2 separate regions of the Bos taurus genome follow, and region 2 is linked to region 1. Evidence: chromatin contacts called from public Hi-C data. All regions are on one chromosome and are shown on one strand. Each heading gives the region's core, a stretch centred on a gene start, on an enhancer-like site or on the middle of the called end of the contact. The rest is flanking DNA. Distances are from core to core; before and after follow the strand shown.

Region 1 (5,608 bases), core at 1,408-3,907:
GCAGAAAACAAGAGAAAGCTTGTGTTGAAAGTTGACCAGAGGGTGGAGAGGTACAGGGGCGGTGATGCAGGGCGGGGATTCAGGATGGGGTGGGGAACACATGTATACCTGTGGCTGATTCATGTTGATGTACAGCAAAAACCATCATGCTATTGTAATTATTCTCTACTAAAATTAATTAATTAATTAGAAAAATAAGTCTAAGACTGACCCAAGATTGCAAAGATTAAAAAAAAAAGAAAATTGATCAGGTTTCAGACCAAGGATCAGACAAAATTATTTAATTAAAAAAAAATAAATCTATGAATGACCCAAGATTGCAACAACAATAACAACAAAAAGAAAGCTGACCAGGTGACCAGGTTTCAGAGCAAGGGTCAGACTTCTGCCATAAAATAAACCCAAATCCCCAGCTCAACATGGGTACCCAAATCAGGTTAACCAAGGCATTTTGTTGTACATCAATCTTAGGATAAATGCTACCATTTAAACTCTAGCCTTACTACCCAAAGTGCAGTCCAGGGACCTGCAGCTTCAACATCACCTGGAAGCTACTCTTAGAAATGCAGGTCCTCAGGCCTTACCTCAGACCTCTAAGTCAGAATCTGAAGTGCATGATGATCCCTTAGTGATTCACATGGAATGTTCCATGAGTCGCACAGATCAACCCCAGTGCAGACTCGGGGGAGGGGGAGTATGCAAGGGTGTGAATGCCCTTGAGGAAGGTGGGGAGGTGGGACTAGTGAAAGGCCACCTTCAGGTCTGGGTCCCACACGTGTGCACCTTATGAAGCACTTAAACAGTGCCCTGCACGTCCCAGCATTTTGGCCAATATCATGACCATTATTTGGTGCTTCAAGCATCTGGGGAAAAGTTTATTTATATCTGTTGAGCATCAGGATGTCTCAGTGAAATCAGTTTTAGTTGAGAGGAGAGAAGAGGACAGGGAGAAGAAATATACCCTTCAATAAACCAAAAGAGGGTAAAAGGACTCAGCCTGCCAAGAACAGAACGAGGCAGTGAAAGCTCTGGCCAAAGGGGAGAATTTGACAAATGGTGGAAGGAAATAGAGTTAAGGGGTGCCACGCTGGCAGATAGGGGTATTTGAGCACGCTTACTGACTGTAACGACCCACCCTGTCTTGGTTCTCCTCTTCCTTCTCAGACTGAAATGTTTTGAACAGCTCTGCGGGCTCATTCTTCCTGCATCCTGGAATGACCTTCCCTACTTCCAAGACTGACAACACTCCCGCCTCTTGGCAGTGTCTCTCTCTCTGCTCTCACAGTGCGCCCTTTGTACCTGTGACCTGACTCTTATTTTGTTCTGTTTGATTTGATTGCCAGTTGTTTACCTCCATCTCTAACATTAAATTTGAACTTCCTGAGCCCAAGGACTGTGTCGTATCTAGTTTGAGACTTTCCGAAGTGCCTGACGCGTAGTAGATCCTCTATATATGTTGGTGGGAATGACATGTGACTGCGATTCAAGTTCTGTGTTCTTTCATCTAAAATGTACAAAGCCTCATGGTCTTCTTATTAACCACCAAATTAGTCAACCTCCAACAGAAAATAATGATTCCCTCTCCTCACACACACATTCCCTTTTTGGAGCCTGTGACTGTGCAGAATTAAATCGGGCAGTATTTATGACTTTAGCTATGATGGTGACAATTGATGTTGAAATTAAAAAGAAAACTGTAAAGTATTCTTTTTTATAACTTTTTAAAAAACTTTTTATTTTGTATTGGAGTAGAGCCAATTAAGAATATTTTGATAGCTTAAGGTGGACTGCAAAGGGACTCAGCCATACATATATACATGTGTTTATTCTCCTCTAAACTCCTCTCCTGTCCAGGCTATCAGATAACATTGAGCAGAGTTCCATGTGCTATAGTAAGTCCTTGTTGGTTATCCATTTTAAATATAGCAGTATAGTTTTCTGTGTAAAAGTCTTCCTTCATAGGATTTATTCCTGTGTGTTTGATGATTTTTCTTGGTATTGTGTCATTTTTAATATTCATTTTCTAATTATTCTTATATGGAAATATGATTTATGCATATTAACCTTGAAAAAAAGAGAAATTAAAAAGGACACAGAGGGACAGATTACCTCTAGACAAAGAGGAAGACTGGTTTAAAAACAGACTATTTCAGACAGCTGTGGGCCAGTCAGGAACTGAAGCAAATGTTTCATTGAGTTTTGCTTATAGTTGCCAATTCTTGTACTTTTTCCCCTTTATGTATCTAAAGCCATGTGCTTATAATATTCCTTAAGCACCCTTTTCATCATTACTTGCTTTTACTTTTCTTTACCTGCTCCTGGTAATTCCCTAATTAAAAATCCATCATAATACCCAACTTTCTTTTTTTGAATTGAAGGAAGTTTTTATTTACAGTAGATGGAATTCTATTATACCTTTGCCATTTTGGCTACATGGTATCCTTTTCTTCTCCTAGGACCCTGAGTCCCAAGTACTTTGTAAGGTCTGTTCATGGACAGGCACCCTGGGGCATAGCTTCAAGGGCTTTCCAGGTTGGGAGAAAAAAAAATCACAATGATCTCACTCTTGGAAGCGCAAGTAGGCCAAGTGTCTCAGGACAGACCCTGTCAACAACACAGAGTTCAGTACATGTGACCTTAATCTGCCCCATCGTTGAAGTCCTTGTCCTGAGACTCAAACTCAAACCTTGTGACTAGGTTGAAAGTACGGAGCTGTGAGCCCCACCCGTGGGTGGACTCCAGAATTAATTAGTCCTGGTTGCCAGTCCTGCCATCTGCGGATGCCTTTCCCCATAACGTGCAGGGAATTTACAGGCATCAGTCAACATGAGTAAGGGCTGAGTATTAGGATGGGACTTTGTGTTTCTCTTTTCCTAGCTAGTCCTTTAGTTGGGTCCAGCATGAGAGGCAATGCGAAATACTTAATAGAAAGAAACACCAATCTAGAGTCAAGCTAATCTAGTCTTCCTCTCACTTCCATTTCTTATTATTGTTTGGTCTTGGGCATATTATAATCTCTTTTCTTACTTGGAAAATGGGAATAATAATGCTTGCATTATTATTCATTACAATAATTAAATGACCAGAGGGATGTGCAGATGGTATTATTTTTGTTTCTGTCTTCCCTTAGACTGGAGTTCTGTCCTTCCAATCCAGGGGGTCCAATGAGGGTAGCACCCCAGATCCTATCCTCTGGTGCAGTGTCCACCCGCCAGCTCCCTCCATTGATAACTTGACTTCCACTTGAGTGCACTTCCATAACTCCTTGGAAGTAACAGCGGCCCAAATAAACACAAGGTCATTGTGTTCTCTGGACTTGTTATTCTGGATTGGTGGTTGCTTTCTTTGGGGCACAGTTTGGCTGTTGATTCAGTTTTCCCTCTCTTAGCCTTAGCTGGTTCAGGACCCTCCCATCCCTCTGCTCAAGGCCAGTAAGACACAGGCAAGCAGAGTGGAAAGTGAGTGTTCAAGTTTACAGGCGTTGAGGTTGCACAGCTTGAGCTTAATTCCCATTGCCACTACTTCCTTACTGTGAGACTTTAGGCAAGCCTCTCAACTCCTCTAAAGCCTCAGTCCTTCCATCTTTAAAGAGAGCTTCAGAGTATTATGTAACTCTAAGACGGTGGGGAGAGTCACTTGAAAAAATACGTATGAAGCTCTTAGCAAAGTTGTTGTTGTTCAGTCACTAAGTCGTGTCCAACTCTTTGTGACCCCATGGAGGACAGCATGCCAGGCTTCCCTGTCCTTCACTGTCTCCTGGAGTTTCCTCAGACTCGTGTGCATTGTGTCAGTGATTAGCATAATGAGTGCTCAATTAGTACTGGCTACTATTTTATGCTTTGTGGCTGAGCCCAGCTGTGCGCTGATAATAGGCACTAATCATGAAGCAGTATTTCTGTCCTGAATACTGCTTACCTGTCAGTATTGGAATCAGGCCACTACTGTCGTCTGTCAAGTTAGGCAGTTTCAATTTTGTGTGATGTATTTTGGGTAAAGGGATGAGTGATTCACTGGCTACATGTACACTGGAACATGGTTTTCATTTGCTTTACCTCCTCTAGTCACAACTGACCTCAGAGTTTGGGTTTGAGGTAAGGAAAGAGTAATCAGTCAAGATTCTTACTTTATCTCCGTTAGTATGTTTATTTCGTTGTTGTTCAGTTGCTAAGCTGTGTCCAACTCTTTGCGGCCCCAGGAACTACAGCATGCCGGGCTTCCCTGTCCTTCGCTATCTCTCAGAGTTGGCTCAAACTCATGTCCATTGACTCAGTGATGTCATCCAACCATCTCATCCTCTGTTGCCCTCTTTTCCTATTGCCCTCAATCTTTCCCAGCATCAGGGTCTTTTCCAATGAGTCAGCTCTTCGCATCAGGTGGCTAAAGTACTGGAGCTTCAGCTTCAGCATCAGTCCTTCCAATAAATATTCAGGTTCATGAGGCTAAAGGAAAAATTTGAATCTAGAAGAAAAGTGATCTGTAAGCAGTCTATTGTGATAATCTCAGTGAGAATCTCTCAAGGCCTCAGCTAAGCAGAAGGATATGAGAGTAAACGTCCCCATGAATTCTGGGCTTTAGAGCACCCTGCATGTCAAACTACATTGATGAAAGAATACCTGGGAGCCTCTGTGACTTGGAATCCTGCACTCAGGGCCAGCAACCACATGACGGAAACCCAAGACACCATTCTTTTGCTAACACCATTGGAGCCCTAGGAAAATACTTCTCCAAGTCAACAGACTTGGAGAAGTATTCCTCAGAAGAAACAACAGTTGCATCCATATGCCATAAAGGTTTGTGGATTGTGCTGCTGCTCAAGTGGAAGTCAGAAACTGTTTAGAAAGACAGGGAGCACATTTGGCTGGCAGGAGCACCCAGATTAAAAAAAAATAAAAATCAATTGTTTAACTTGTCAAATTCTTCCTCTATGAAGCAGGTGTGAATCAAGATATTGGTTCCTTACATTGGCAGCTAAATGTAGAATTGTGTTTGTTTTATAAAAGCATTAAATAATCTATGTAACTTTTTGAAGAAAATAAATCAGAAATTTTATGTAATAATTTTGATTTATATTTTGATACTTCATAGTTATAACTTGTGTTTGTCATTTAATTTTAATAATTTTATGTTTGAGAGAAAAAATGACTTTTGAAAGCACATGAAAAATACTTTTTTACATTTTAGGTTTGCTTTATTCTGTATTTTTTATTAAAATATATTCAAATTTGTCATGCTTTGGACATAATTACACTTTCATTTGTATTGCCTTAGATCACTATTATTAATGGAATGAAACTCTATGAGAATTTTGAGAAGAATAATATAAATAATGATGTTGCTGAAAGGAAGGCAAAAGCATGAATTTTGCGAAATAAATATGCAATAATTTTTTATTATGTATGCTTAAATTATGTATGCTAACAGAATCAGAAGATATTAAGAAGAGGTGGCAAGAATACACAGAAGAACTATACAAAAAAGATCCTCATGACCCAGATAACCATGATGGTGTGAACAATCACATAGAGCCAGACATCCTGGAATGCGAAGTCAAGTGGGCCTTAGAAAGCATCACTACAAACAAAGCTGGTGGAGGTGATTGAATTCCAGT
Region 2 (5,608 bases), core at 1,642-4,141, 67 kb before region 1:
TCTCTCTCAGTCTGTGTCTCCTGAGAACAAGTTCAGACGAGCCTTTTCTAAATAATAAAAGAGAAGATGGCCGCCACATGTTTTTATAACTGACCTTATTTCAAAATTCGGTTGGGTAACTCTTACCTCACTTTCCAGAGAGAGGCAGTGTGTGTCGTGAGAATGTGTGTGTGTGTGTGTGTGTGTGTGTGTGTGTGTTAGTCACTCAGTCATGTCCGACTCTTTGCAATCCCATGGACTGTAGCCTGCCAGCTTCCTCTGTCCATGGGATTCTCCAGACAAGAATACAAGAGTGGGTTGCCATTTCCTTCTCTAGGGGATCTTCCTGACCCAGGGATTGAACCCAGGCCTTCTGCATTGCAGGAAGATTCTTTACCATCTGAGCCACCAGGGAAGCTGAGAATCTCTCTGCTGCTGCTGCTAAGTTGCTTCAGTCGTATTTGACTCTGTGCGACCCCATAGATGGCAGCCCACCAGGCTCCTCCGTCCCTGGGATTCTCCAGGCAAGAAAACTGGAGTGGGTTGCCATTTCCTTCTCCAACTCTCTAGAGGTAATCAAAACAAATGGCTGTGCCTGACCTTGGCATGTTCCCTGGCCCTCTGTGGTCCTGCGTTTGCTCCTCTTTGTGAAAGGCAGACAGTGTTATGTGACATCTAAGGTCCCTTCCTCCTCTAAACCTTCCAGCCTCTAACCCCAGGCTACTGCTTGCTGATTTATAAGACAATATATTGACTTGCCTGAAGATATTAAATGGCAAATATTTTAAAAAGTGGGTCCTTCTCCACTTTTTTATGTCTAGGTTATAAAATTATGATAATGATTACTTTTTCATTACTCACCTAATCCCATAAAACACCTCTCACTATATAAATGCACATAGGCTTTTTTCAACAACAATTACTCATTTTGTTGAAGGGAATCAGGTCCTTGCTAAAGGCCAGTAAGAAAGCACCAGCTTTCTGCTAGTAGACTCTACATTTTCTCTGGGCAAAAGGTTTACTGTGGCTGAGACCAATACAGCGTCACCCAGTGGCCCTCTCCTAAGGGAGATTACCGACTATTCATTAGTTGCTCCAAAGCTGGTAACGTGTGCCATGAGGTTGAGGAGAATAGAAGGAACATTTACCAGAAAGAAAAATTTAGATGTAATAGGTTCTTCCTCCTGGGTCTCTCTCTATTTCTTACTGTTAAACTGAAACCTTTTACATTGAAATCTTGTTTTCCTTTTTTATACTCATGACCATGTTTCAAAGCAAGTCTTATACCTCTTTTACAGCTGAGACTATGGAGGCTCAGAGATGTTAATGAATATCCCAAGCTCACCCAGGAATTCCTAAATGTGTCTAAAATGGATTTAAAAAATTGGAATGTTTAGGATATGGAGAAACCCTGAAATGATCACATCACTAAGGCAGGCCTGCCATAATGTTGTTTTCCACATTTGTAAAGTTTCAAGGAGGTACCCTGTGAACTGGAAGCAAATACTGAGGTATTTCACACCCCTATATCAAGAGGGTTTTTTGTGTTTTTTTTTTTATAGCTTATTTTAAATTTTATTTTATTTTTAAACTTTACAATATTGTACTGGTTTTGCCAAATATCGAAATGAATCCGCCACAGGTATACATGTGTTCCCCATCCTGAACCCTCCTCCCTCCTCCCTCCTCCCTCCCCATACCATCCCTCTGGGTCGTCCCAGTGCACCAGCCCCAAGCATCCAGTATCGTGCATCGAACCTGGACTGATTTGGGAGAATGGCATAGAGACATGTATACTATCATGTATGAAATGAGTTGCCAGTCAAGAGGGTTTTGAATCCTTTTCCCCAGTAGATTTACAGAAGTCAGGCATTATTTGAGATGTGATAGTAATGGATGCCATTGATTGAACTCATTATGCTCCCAGCTCTGTGCTAACCACTTGATAAGCATCATCTCATTTACACAGACATTGTTCCATAAGATGGTTACCACTGTCTTATGCAGACATGGGCACTGAGACTTATAAGGAAGTGTCACTTACCCAAGTATCATGGATTGAAAGATTGGGAATCCAGGTAATATCTGAATCTAAAGCAAATTGCTCCTATTGATTACTCTATAATGCCTTGGCACTGCAGGGCAGAATGGGACAAGGGAACCCCGTTTTCTCTCCCCATTGGAGCTGCACTTCCATATGGTAACTTGAAAGCCTGCATAAATCACTATTGTGACTAACGTCCACACCTAGCAATAGCAATTATGACAACCAGCCCTGTAAGTTCTCACCCTACTTTCATTCATTAAAAGTAGAAATTAAAGGGGAGGAAGGCAGATGGGAAAACCCCTGTCCCAAATGGTCGTTTGAGCAATAGAACAATCTCTGTAGTTATTTAAAGGGAAAAAAACCTGATTATTTATCAGAAATAGAACTATGAAAAGTCCACCTCCAGAAGCACCTCCATTGCAGCATTTCCCAGAAAGATCATTTATTGTTTACTTTAATAGTTTCAAAAATATTAAGGCATAACAAGATCTGCCAAACTAGATTGACTAGAAGATAAAAGATTCCCAAGAATGGAATGTTTTCAGTTGATTACAGCATAGTCAAGCCAAAGCTAGCAAGTCATCATTAAGGAAGAGCATGTAAATTCTGACCTTGGATTTTGCAGTAACGACATTTACACAATCATAGCTTAATCCAAGTTTGTCACAGGATGCTAGACTTTTCATATCATGGCTTTCACTCCTCAGCTGAAATCTGATTATGACAGCAGGCCTTTTCCTGGGAATTGAATAAGATTAAAATATATAGTGACCTGATATTTGTGGATTAAAGAAATGAGGTCAGAGATAGGAATTGGATCCGGGTTGGTAAACAACTGTGGCCACTTGTGTTGCAACTGTGCAGGAGGAAAGGCAGCCAGTGCACTCCCTGGAGTCCTGTAGACTGGACGGGCTTCCAGGCATCTGCAAAGCTTTTCTCCTCTGATCTCCAGCACTCACACGACTTTCTCAAAATGGCAGAAACAAGAACGTCTTTGTTTGTATCCAGTTTAGAAACATCATCATCGCGAACTTCTAACTTAGGTTTGATGTCTATCAGCGTATTAGAAGGTGACGGGAAAAGAAATTCGTTTCTTTCTCAAATATTTATTGGGTGCCTACAAATACACTGGGCATTGTGGAGCGTGTGGTATATAGATGCAGGAGCCGGACAAAGCCCCTGAAAAACAAGCAGCACTGCAAAATGGTTCATGTTCAGTACCAAGGGAGGCCTGGGCCAGAGTGTAAACACAGGAAACAGCCACTGCGGGCAGACGGCTGATGCTCTCCAAGAATTACAGACCAGATACACTCAGAGAAGTGTACAGTCAGAGAAAACTTCCTTGAAGTTGAAATGTGCCAGACAGTATTGTTTTTCTGAAATGGTCTATTTATTAAGTTATGATTTAGATACAGACTTCTTGAAAGAAAGAAATTCATCCACCTGATCGCACAACAGTAGCGCTGTGAAAGGACTTAAAAGAAACATTAGTGCAAAGATATTTTCTGGTTTTAATTCACTTCTTATCCAAGACACATACAGCATCGGTGTCATTTCTAGTAGAAGAAAACATCCACTTAGCGCTTCTACACAGAACAGGAAAGCGAGGCTCAGAGGCACCACATCTGGTGTTCCAGGTCTATACTGCCTCCTTAGTCTTGTTATGACTCAACTTGGCTACTCCTGTACAAAAGGTATGGGATTCTCAAAGAAAAGGTAAATAAATGTTAATTATAAGAGTAAAAGAACTGAATCCCTGATTGACTGCTATCCAGGACAAAAATAAACAAGGCAGAAAAAATAATATGCCCTGTAACTTTCTGAAAGGCATCAGGAATTTAGAGCAAGCTTTCTATTTGCATTTGCAGGACAGGGCATGAAAATATTGATTACTGTAAAGCAGGGAGTTGCCTGCCTGCCTTCAATAAAACACATTCTGCAAGTCTGATATTCTTGGAACAGAACGTTACCCCTTGGAATTTCCCTAACTCTGAAAAGAGAGAGTGGGTTTCGACTGTTTCTGTTCTAAATAGCATATTCTTGTTGTTGTTGTTCAGTGGCTCAGTTGTGTCTGACTCTTTGAGACCCGATGGACTGCAGCACGCCAGGCTTCCCTGTCCTTCACCATCTCCTGGGGTTTGCACAAACTCACGTTCTTTGAGTTGGTAATCCCATCCAACCATCTCATCCTCTGTTATCCCCTTCTCCTCCTGCCTTCAATCTTTCCCAGCATCACGATCTTTTCCAATGAGTTGGTTCTTTGCATTAGATGGCCGAAGTATTGGAGCTTCAGTTTCAGCATTCCTTCCAAAGAATATTCAGGGTTGATTTCCTTTAGGATTCACTGGTTTGATCTCCCTGCAGTCTAAGGCACTCTCAAGAGTGTTCTCCAACACCAGAGTTGGAAAGCATCAATTCTTCAGCATTCAGCCTTCTTTATTGCCCAAGTCTCATATCCATGCATGACTACTGGAAAAACCATACCTTTGACTATACACACATTTATTGGCAAAGTATTGTCTCTGCTTTTTAATATGCTGTCTAGGTTGGTCATAGCTTTTCTTCCAAGGAGCAAGTGTCTTAATTTCATGGCTGCAGTCACCATCTACAGTGATTTTGGAGCCCAAGAAAATAAAGTCTGTCATGGTTTCCATTGTTTCCCCATCTATTTGCCATGAAGTGATGGGACCAGATGCCATGATCTTAGTTGTTTGAATGTTGAGTTTTAAGCCAGCTTTTTTCACTCTCTTCTTTCACTTTCATCAAGAGGCTCTTTGGTTCCTCTTCAATTTCTGCCATTAGGGTGGTGTCATCTGCATATCTGAGGTTCTTGATATTTCTCCTGGCAATCTTGATTCCAGCTTGAGCTTCATTCATTCCAGCATTTTGCAAGATGTACTCTGCATATAAATTAAATAAGCAGGGTGACAATATAGAGCCTTGATGTACTCCTTTCCCAATTTTGAGCCAATCCATTGTTCCATGGCTGGTTCTAACTGTTGCTTCTTGCCCTTCAAGAAACATATTAAAGACACATTCTAACTTCCTTAAAAGGATGGATCTATGTGTGTTAAGAATTTGATGTCTTCATTTCCTCTGGATCCCAATTTTTTCTCCAAATGCACACCCTCACATGGTTTATATCATCACCTTCTTTGAAAAGACTACCATCTGTCTCTCTTGACCATCCACACAGGTCAGCTGCTTCATACATAATATGTTTCTAACATCATTGGTAGAAACTAGTTGCATCATTAGAAGTTTAGATCGCCTTTCCTGCTAAAATTAATCATCCTTCAAGCATATCTGAAGTAGTGTTAATATATATGTCTATGAATATTTTTTATCAGAAGGAGAAATCAAGAAGGGGAGTCCATGCCCCAACCTGCTCCTTGAATCTGGAAGGTCTTTGTGACTGCCTTGATGATAGAATGCCAAGGAGGAGATCTGGGTAACTTCTAGATCTGAGTTGGAGAAGTCCTTTGGCTCTGCCAGTGTCTCCTGGGACAGTCACTGTGGGAGATTTTGCCCCATGTAAGTTCATCTCTCCTGTGTCCACCACGTGGAAAGATCATGTGGAGA

What was found. A called contact is a pair of places that touch in the nucleus more often than the background predicts.
Region 2: a Hi-C map of skeletal muscle shows a contact between it and region 1, with 3 times the contacts expected there. The contact joins two enhancer-like sites. A contact is called at or near these places in 2 of 11 Hi-C or Micro-C datasets (liver and skeletal muscle).

Annotation. Positions count from the first base shown.
Region 1 is chr5:22,229,105-22,234,712 of ARS-UCD2.0, reverse strand. No RefSeq gene overlaps it. Among named protein-coding and RNA genes, the nearest start is that of BTG1, 220 kb to the right of the region's middle. Within about 2 kb of position 2,657, at least 7 of the 102 cell types and tissues checked have an H3K27ac peak or open chromatin away from gene starts, as enhancers often do. A contact at or near this core is called in liver and skeletal muscle, where this site is marked.
Region 2 is chr5:22,296,069-22,301,676 of ARS-UCD2.0, reverse strand. No RefSeq gene overlaps it. Among named protein-coding and RNA genes, the nearest start is that of PLEKHG7, 270 kb to the left of the region's middle. Within about 2 kb of position 2,891, at least 5 of the 102 cell types and tissues checked have an H3K27ac peak or open chromatin away from gene starts, as enhancers often do. A contact at or near this core is called in liver and skeletal muscle, where this site is marked.